2 separate regions of the Mus musculus genome follow, and region 2 is linked to region 1. The links are chromatin contacts, called in public Hi-C maps. All regions are on one chromosome and are shown on one strand. Each heading gives the region's core, a stretch centred on a gene start, on an enhancer-like site or on the middle of the called end of the contact. The rest is flanking DNA. Distances are from core to core; before and after follow the strand shown. Region 1 holds the start of Spata32 (spermatogenesis associated 32). Region 2 has its middle 15 kb from the start of Map3k14.

Evidence for each region. A called contact is a pair of places that touch in the nucleus more often than the background predicts.
Region 2: a Hi-C map of bone marrow-derived macrophages shows a contact between it and region 1, with 67 read pairs. The contact joins the enhancer-like site here to the promoter of Spata32 in region 1. A contact is called at or near these places in 8 of 39 promoter capture datasets (the C10 cell line, the HPC-7 cell line, cranial neural crest and 4 more), 4 of 15 datasets of contacts at CTCF or cohesin (CD8 T cells, the G1E-ER4 cell line, large pre-B cells and 1 more), 67 of 484 Hi-C or Micro-C datasets (B cells, the Ba/F3 cell line, CD4 T cells and 44 more), 7 of 115 datasets of contacts at active chromatin or transcription factors (the HPC-7 cell line, embryonic stem cells, large pre-B cells and 4 more) and 3 of 9 other capture datasets (adipose tissue, bone marrow-derived macrophages and liver).

The regions. Positions count from the first base shown.
Region 1 is chr11:103,216,062-103,220,529 of GRCm38.p6, reverse strand. Spata32 (spermatogenesis associated 32) reads left to right here and starts at 2,098. Exons shown (of 5, transcript NM_177801.3): 1 at 2,098-2,188. The coding sequence starts at 2,176. It overlaps Gm51920 (a long non-coding RNA gene), which reads right to left. Exons shown (of 3, transcript XR_003949777.1): 3 at 3,342-4,458. Gm34823 (a long non-coding RNA gene) reads right to left here and starts at 1,920. Exons shown (of 4, transcript XR_389061.4): 1 at 1,861-1,920; 2 at 1,116-1,277. Map3k14 (mitogen-activated protein kinase kinase kinase 14) reads left to right here. Exons shown (of 16, transcript NM_016896.3): 16 at 1-766.
Region 2 is chr11:103,280,262-103,284,729 of GRCm38.p6, reverse strand. No RefSeq gene overlaps it. Among named protein-coding and RNA genes, the nearest start is that of Map3k14, 15 kb to the right of the region's middle. Within about 2 kb of position 2,714, at least 29 of the 459 cell types and tissues checked have an H3K27ac peak or open chromatin away from gene starts, as enhancers often do. A contact at or near this core is called in the Ba/F3 cell line, the CH12 cell line, the HPC-7 cell line and 2 more, where this site is marked.

The sequences.
Region 1 (4,468 bases), core at 849-3,348:
CACTAGAATGCACTGAGCCTTCAGGTCATTGCAGCCCACATCCTGGATTGAGCTCCTTGATCAACCAGGGACCACAGAAGAGACATGATTCTCGGGCCTCACGTTTGTGGCTATGGGCAGCACTCCTCAGCGTCAGCCCCACTGGCTCCCTGGCACTCTAGTCCCTCATCTGTGGCAATGAAGGATGACACGTGAGACCCACCTGACAGGAACGGTCTGCAAATGATAAACTCAAGAAAGCCACAGAAACAGGGCTTGCCACCCTCTGGGGGCACACTGTCAGCATCCAGCATGGTGTGGCAAGGCATTGCCAGCAGCAGCACTTTGCACTCAGGTGACCTCAAAGCACTTTCCTGGCTGCCTTCCAGCAGAGCATTGGCTCTGCATGAGCAGGGGCAGGCCAGGGGATGGGGAAGAAGGGACTGTCTTGACCCATCATCCACACAGGCTTGACCCCCCCTCAAGCTTCTTTCAGACTTAAGATGAGCATCGTCGCCCCCACTGCCCTAGCTGGGACTTCTCCTGGTGGGACTTGGAAACAGCTGCTTAGGACTCATTGTAGCATTAAGTTCACTGTGAATCATTTGTTGGGAGGGGCACAGAGACTTCTCTAGGGAAACTCATCCCCCCACCTCAACCAGCCAGGATAGCTCTGTCCAGCTCTTTGCAAGGATCTAGGCTGCTCCTGGCCCCAGCACATGAACGGCAGCCACGGTGCTGCATCTGGGGTGTATTGAGTTCTATAAGCAATAAAATTTGGAATGACGATGGGTGTTTGTAGGCTGTGATGTCGCCTCTTTTGCCTGCCTGCTTGCAGTACTCCACAACCCTGACAGCTGCTGGAGTGGATTCCTTCAAGCCTCCGTGGTTGGAGCGAGGACTGGCATCAGCCTGTCCAGAGAGCTGCTTGTCCTGCTACCTGTCATATCCAACTCAATCCCTCCACTCTGGTATGCCCATCTCCTGTAGCAGCAGGGATATCCCTGGCCAAAGTCTTGGGCTGAAAGGAGGAGGCCAAGAGGCCAGGCAGCCCAGTGGCACCAGAAGGGGAGGGGCTTGCATGACCCACTCACCTGCCTGCACCTGTCCTGAGGCCCATCGGCAAGAGGTCTTACCTGGTATTACTTTGAGCGTCTGCGTGGTGAGGTGATGACTTGCCCAGCAGGAGTTTCTTGATCACGGAGCATAGGGTGGCAGAGGACACAAGAGCACTGATATGCCTCTAGCCCCTAGAATGAGCTGACTATGATGGTACACACCTGTAATCCAGCCTTGGGCTACAAGAAGAATTTGAAGCCAGCCTAGGCTACATGGGACTTTGTCTCAGAAGGAAAAAACTACTTGGGCGGTGGGAGATGGGATGTAGCCTTGACTGTCTAGAACTCACTACGTAGAACAACCAGACTGGCCTCAAACTCACAGAAATCCTCCCACTTCTGCCTCCCCACTGCCAGAATTAAATAAGAATTTATGCTACCGTGTCCAGCTTTTGGGGGGGGGGGGGTTGTGATTAAAGCCTGCTGCAATGGAATCTAATACTAGACAACCTGAATTTAGTCCCAGGAAAGGAACAGTCACTGTGGAAGGTGACTGTTCCCAAAAGTTGTCCTCTGACCACCACACACTGGATGTGGTGTGAAAGTTTTCACACACAATAAATGTAATTGTAAAAAAACTGTAAGGTCACCCTGGAAAGCTATGCACAGGTGTGTGTACTGCACACATGCACAGCTTGGACTGAGATTCAACCATCCTTAGAGGAATCCTAGACTCCCCGCAAAAATGGAGCAGCTTTGTTGTCCAGATAAGGTTCTAAGCCCCCACCTACCCCGTCCTTACCCAAGACCGCTGTCCACATACCTGGCCTACTGTGGCGTGGCCAGCTGCCCCAAGTCTTGGTCCGGGGGGGGGGGGTGGCGGGGGAAGCTGTCTGCTCAACCTCCAAGACTCAAAAGATCCTTTCTTGTTCCCACCCACATCATTGGCATGAACCTTCAAGTTTCCTACATGCCATATCCCCTGGCCTGAACGTCACAGAAGCCGCAGCATCACAGGCGCCAGCGCCCCCATCATCTTCAGCCCCCCCTCCACCGGGCTAGCCAAAGAGCGCACTGGAGGCGGAGGGGCAGCAGCCACCAGCCCGCTCCCCGCCTCCCTGACAGAGCCTCCGGCAGCATGGGGGTGACAGGTGCGAGCAGGCGGCCGAGTGGTGGGAGGCGCCAGAATGGCGGGGCGGAGGCGGAGAAAGGGAAAGCTAACTGGTGTTGGCCTGGGGAGAGGAAAGGAAAGCTAACCCCAGCCAAGCCCTTTGGGTGCCTTTGATTACTGCAGCATTCCTCGCTGTGCAAAAGCTGGGGCTGCATGAGTGCGGGGTCTTAATGAACTTTCCAATGGGATTGCATTCGCGGGTGCACGCGTGCACGTTTGGCAGAGTGGTGGGTTTGGGATTTAATGTCTTTGCAAAGGTGGTCGCCGAATCCATCTGCGTGAGACACTGCTAAGGATCAGATAGCCAAAGCTAGTAAACCCATAACACGCTGGAGGGGGGGAGGAGGCGGGAGTCAGCCAGAAACGTGCTCAGATGGGCGGGCTTGGGGCTTCCGGAAGAGCGGTAAGGCCTTGCGTCATCACAGTGGGAAGCCAAGAGTGCGCGCGGTGCGGTGCAGTGCGGTGCGGTGCGGTGCGCGTAGTGTTTTAACGGTCATGAGATTTAAGGTCCCTTCCAAGAAAAACGTTTGGTAACAAGGTCGAGAGCACTATGGTGCAGAGACAACTCTCGTCCATCTCTGCCCTTAGCCCTTAAATACAGTGGCTAATAGCTGAAAGTCAGCATTTCCTTTTCAACCTTATCAAAGCAATAAATATCCCTGATTCAAGAGTATTGACGAGTTTATTTGCTGATTAAAAAAAAAATCAAGGGTCCCTCTATCCAGGCATACCTCAGAGCAGACGCAGGCCTTTTCTCAAAACAAAACAAAAACAAAATCCCAAGCACTAAAGAGGCAGAGGCAGGGGAATCTCTTTAAGTTCGAGGCCAGCCTGAACTATAGGGCGAATTCCAGGACAGCCAGAGCTACACAAAGAAATCCTGTCTTGAAAAAAGGTAAAAAACAAACAAACAAACAAATTCTAGGTTAAAAACTAATCAAAATGTTAAAGCCAACCATTGTGAGTTTCTCCCTCTTACAAGTTACTGGGGTTTCTCTTTTTAAAGTATCTGTGGGGTCTGGAGAGGTGGCTCAGTGGTTAAGAGCACTGACTATTCCTCAATTGAATTCCCAGCACCCACATGGTGGCTCCTAACCATGTGTGATGGGACCCAGTGATCTCTTCTGGTGTGTCTGAAGACAGCAACAATGTACTCTTAACTGTTTTTTTTTAAAGAAGTATTTGTGGGTCAGGCAGGTGGCAAGTTAAAAACACTTTCCGTGTAAGTGTGAGGACCAGAGTTCTGATCGCAGAACCCACAGAAAGGCCAACTGGGTGAGACGGGCGGGCTTGTAACCCCAGTCTCTGAATGTGGAGACAGAGCCCCAGAGCAAGGAAGAATCCTGTCTGGGAGCTCTGGATTTCACAGAGAGACCTTGCCTCTGGGAAGGAGGAGGAAGTTAGAGGCAAGGATGACTCCCAGAGTCAACCTCCAGCTTCCAGACGCCCAGCACTCACATGCACACACACGCGTGTGCAAAAATGAAAACACGTGTTTGTGACTCAGCTGTTCCTGGTGTGAACTGTGTCCACACCAGCAGCATCTCTCCAGCGCTCCAGGAGCCTTTCCAAGGCCCTGAGAACCTTCTTCTCAGTGGAATGTTTTACTTTTTTTCTTTCTAGATCTCCCTTCTAGATTACACAGTCACATCTACTGGGTTGAGAGGATGGTTGTCAGTATCTCACAAGCATGCGAACCAGAGCTCAACCCCCAGAATTCGTGTATGGTATGGCAGCGGCGCCTAGCATCTCAGTGCTAAGAGGGCAGACAGGAGGGTCCCCGAGACCCCTGGCTGGCCTGATTAACCAGTGAGAGACCCTGCCTCAAAGGACACTGTGGAAGGCTCCTGCAGAAGGACATGCAAGGGTGTCCTCTAGCCTCCACATGCCTGTGCAGACACATGCCAATGTATTCTAGAATAGCACTATAGCTGATACTTGGGGTCTGTTTTCTGAAATTGCTCTTTCTTATTTTCTAGAAAGAATACTCTTTCTTTCTTTGCCAAAAAGCGACCTTCTGTAATTATTTATAGCATCTTGGTTTTCTCTGTTTGTTTCCCTTGGTTTGGTTTGGTTTTTGATGTGACACATTTTAGCATTGTCCTCAAATCACTGAAAGTGATTACCTTCTCTTTGAAGTACCCTCCTGTCCTCCTGTTTCTCAAGCCACCTTTGCTCTTCTGGAATCAACTTCTCATCTGCAGATTGACCGTTTTTGTCAAGTCTTTGGTGGCCATCAGTTAGTTGCCCCTGTTCAAGA
Region 2 (4,468 bases), core at 1,465-3,964, 64 kb before region 1:
TTCCAGACGAGCCTTCTCCATCTGAGACATCATGACGTTACTCCTAGTCAAGGACTGGAACCCAAAGACAAGAGGGAGCCAGAAGCTCTTTAAACCCAGAACTCAGGAAGATTATGAGTTCAGTGACAACCTGGATTACATAAGGGAGACTCTGACTCAAACAAACAAACAAGGCAAGAAATGACTGCGGAAAGGACACCGATCATAGACCAAGCCAGGCCCAGGTTCACACAAGTCCAGACTGTCTTGCCTGAGCAGCCGTGTGCAAGAAAGCCCTGCCTCCCCATTTTTATTTATTTATGATTTTGGTTTTGAAAGATAGGTATTTGCTATGTAGCTCAGGCTGGCTTCAAATTTGCTACAATCCTCCTGCCTCAGCCTCCTGAGTACTGAGATTACCTGTATGCAGTTCGTGCTGTGCTCACTTTTGTTTTGTTTTCTCTTTCTCCTTCTCCTTCATCTTCTTTCTTGCTTTGAGACCAAGTTACACCAAGGAGCCATGGATGGCTTGGAACTCATATAGCATAGACTGGCCTTGAACACACGAAGATCCACTTGCCTCTGGCTTTCAAGTGCCAGCATTAAAGGCATGTGCCACCACGCTGGGCTTTGGCGGTTTGTTTGTTTGTTTGTTTTGTCTTTCTTAGCCTTTCAAATCATTTTCCTCTCCAAACATTATGTTTTGGGCTTTCTTTGAAATGCCCCCAGGGGTTCTCTCTGCAGGTCTCCTTCCATGCTCCTATTTCCCGTTTTCTTTCCAGCTCCATGTCATAGCCACCACTGTTAGGTAAGAGATGGCATAGTTTGGGGCCGGGGCTGGGGACAGAGAAAGCAAACGGGTTGGCAACAACAAAAGGACCTCCTGGCGGTTTGGATGGGTGGGTGACAATGATGGTCACACCCACCTGATCCCAATTGTGCTAGAATACAAGGCAAGCGGATGATGTAACGCAGACAGTGTAGATGCTGAGCCTGGACCGTGAAATGGAGCACGACAGCTCGGGAAAGCCACCTTGCTTTCAAAGCAAACAATGAAGGAAAACAGTCACTTGTCCCTGTATCTCAGACCTTCATGCCACCCCACATCCGCACAGGAAGCAGTGAGGACACCCAGTCCGCTGTCCCAGCCGAAGCATCTGCTCAGGCACACACCTAATGTCTACCATGTAGGCTGCGTTTGATCATTCACAGCTCCCCGGAAGCTCACTCTACGTCCTGGGCTCCAGACAATGACATGGAAACTCCTCTGCTGTCAACTTTCTTTGGAGGTTTTTCTCAGCTGAAGAGATCAGTCTCATCCCAAGCCGAGCCAGTGGCCAGGGATGGATGTAACGGAGATGGTACTGAAAAGCCACGTTAGCTCTGAGCTCTCTGTGAGGTTAGCTGAGGCTTCCATTGAAACCACATTCTGTCTAACTCCTTTCCCCAGCCTTGCTTCTGCCCTTGCCTTGGGAATGGTGCCAGTCCCCAATGCCTCCTAATCAGCTTCCCACACACTTATCTCCACTCAGGTGCTGTTGGCTCGGGGAGATCAGCCTCAGCCATCACCTGTCTTCTCAGAAGCATCCCAGGTAGGATGCGCTCTTGGACACCCTCTGGGTTTACAACGCTGCCCACTGTGATTACCTGTCTAATAATACTAGATCGAGAGCTTTGCGGGGCAGAGAAACAGAAGTCTCATCACTGATTCTGCAGAACCCAGGCCTGTCGTGGCAGGTAGTCAATAAATATTTGTTGAGTGAATGAATAAACTACCTTATCTGAGGATTTGGAGATTAGGGCACCTCCAGGAGAAGGGTGACAGGGAACCCACTCTAAGCAGCTAAAACTACAGAGCAGAAGCACAGCCTGTGTGTATCTATACTTCCACAGTCACCTGCCTTTGCTTTATGTCCCCACATATCTCTTTCCGATGCCATTCCAGCCCTACTGTAGCCCTTTACACACTAGTGGGTCCAGCCCAGGCTACTGTCCTTTAGGAGGTCATGGGTTAGAGTTGGACCAAGCACTGTGATGTAACACGAGGCACCGGTAGGATCCTCTGACGACCACTGCTTCTTACTTGAACAAGATTTTACCTGTAATAATGTTTGGGTGAGCTTGTCTACAGTCCCAGGAACGTCTTGGATTCTCATCACACCTGTTCCTTAATACTCTGATTCCTGCCTGGGGTTCCTTGAACCCCCCTGCTTTTCCTTACCCCTTCTTTCTACTCTCCACTGAAAGCCACAATCCTGTGACCCCAGGCTATATTCACAGTGCCTTCCAAAGTGAGAACTGTCTGACCATATCCATTATTACTATGCAGGTGCATGGTCCTTCCATGGTAAAGAGCATTCTTTGTTTTGTAAAGCTGGGTATGGAACCCCATAGGCAGGTCTCGAATGCACACTAGCCCTAAGTTGTAACACATCTCTGGCCGTGACCACATTTTAACGATGACCTTTGAGAGGCACCAGTCTTGGTTTGCTTGCCTACTCCAGACCAGCTAATAGAACGCTGGGCACAGATGGGAAAGCACCTACCTGCCTTGTAGACAGAGCTGGACAAGGCAGGCTAGCAGTCACCTACCCAAGCCTGAGAGGCTCCCAAGAGTTCTAACTCAGCTGCTGAAACCTGGAGCCAACCTGGTGAGCTGGCAGTGCCTGGGAGAACTGGCCGGCCAAGTCTCCTCTCTGTTCGCCCTCCCAGCTTCCTATTTCCATCTCCTCTTAGTCAGACACAGCTCTGACCTCAGGAAGGCTCGATGTTCGCTGTGGAGCCGGGGTTCCAGGAAGTCCTGACTGAGCAGATCCCTGGTGGTATTCTCAATTCCCTTTTTTGCTTCTTAAAGGTCCCTGAGCTCAAACTCAGCCCCGTGACCTTCCAGGCAGGATCCTAGCCACATTTTCTGCGTGGCTCTCCCTCCCCTCCCAAAAGTACACTTCTCCCTTCTAGGGACTTCTGAGAACCCTAAAAGGTCACTGGTGTGAAGGAGTGTGTTGATAGCAGAAGGGGAAACTGAGATACTGAGGTCCACTAACTGCTTCCACCTGCCAGGACCTGGCGTGCAGAAAGGGGTCTCCATTATTTAGGTGTCAGCTGCTAGAGGTCACTGAGTGTGTGAGTGCAAAGCGATAGAGACTGAGCAGAAGGGACGTCGTGAAGAGATTCGGGAGGATTTTCTTAGCCTGTGATTTGCCCTGTAGGCATAACAGTGCAAGCATCCATGTAAATGCAGCTTGGGGGTGAGATCTCTTTAACCATCCTCCCCTCCTCACTCAGCCCCCGCCCTCCCTGGCCCAATAGCAAAGAACCCTACATAGACAGACGGACTGTGTCTGCCATCTTGCTGAACGTTTATCTGTTATTTTATTTGTTTCTTCCTTCAGCAAAAATTCTGGAGCACCCCTGTCAGCCCACAATGGTGCACCAGTCCTCAAGAGAAACATGGCGCCTGTCCCCACGAACCACGTGGTCCAATGGGTACAGTTTGAAAAAAAAAATGTCACAGCGGAGTGGGAATAAAGGACCACTCGAGCAGGCAACAGGACAAACTGGGGGGAGCAGATGAGAGACCTCAGCTCAGGGAGGAGGTCAAAGCCTGTCTGAGCTGGGACAACAGCGAGTGAGTCGAAGGACATCTCAGCCTCAGAGGGATGACCTGTGGTAGCTGCCCGCTCGACTCCCCATCTGTGTAAACAAAGTGAACTTGGTTTGAATCCTGATTTTGCCACTTTCTGGTTAAATGCCCCTGGGTATGTTGTTGAATTGTGCTTTGTTCTTATTCTCTCATCTGTAAAATGGAATATAAGAAACCTGCCTAGATTCTACGGAAAACCAAATTATTAGCACAACTGTTCTTGCCACATGGCCTTGGGACCCTCTGGAAGTCTCAGAACTCTTTCAAGAGCTCCCATGAAGTCAAAGCTGTTTGTGCAGGACACGGAAACAGCATTTGGTTGCTCCCTAATGGAGATTTCCAGAGACCACGTAAGGCATGACATCATACAAATCAAATTCAAGTACCAATCTGGCCGCCTTTGAGTACGTTCTCGAAAGGGATTTAGGACAATGCAAAGTGTGTCATTCTCTCATGATTTTTTATTTTATAAAATAAAAGTAAATGGGCTGGAGAGATGGCTCAGTAGTTAAGAGAACTGGCTGCTCTTCCAGAGGGCCCAAGGTTCAGTATCCATATGGCAGCTCACAACTGTCTGCCACTCCAGTTCCAGGTGCTCTAATGTCCTTTTCTGGCCTCCGTGGCGACTGCAGACACTTGGTACACAGTGTCCATGGAGACAAAACTCATTCAAAAAACCTTAAAAAAAAACCAGACTGTTACTTATAAAGGATGTAAGATGGTACACACCTATAATCCTAGCACTAGACAAATAGAGGTAAGATGTCAAGAGGTCTAGACAGACTCAGCCACACAGCAAATTCAAGGCCAGCCAGGCTATGTGAGACTCTGTCACAAAGACTTTTC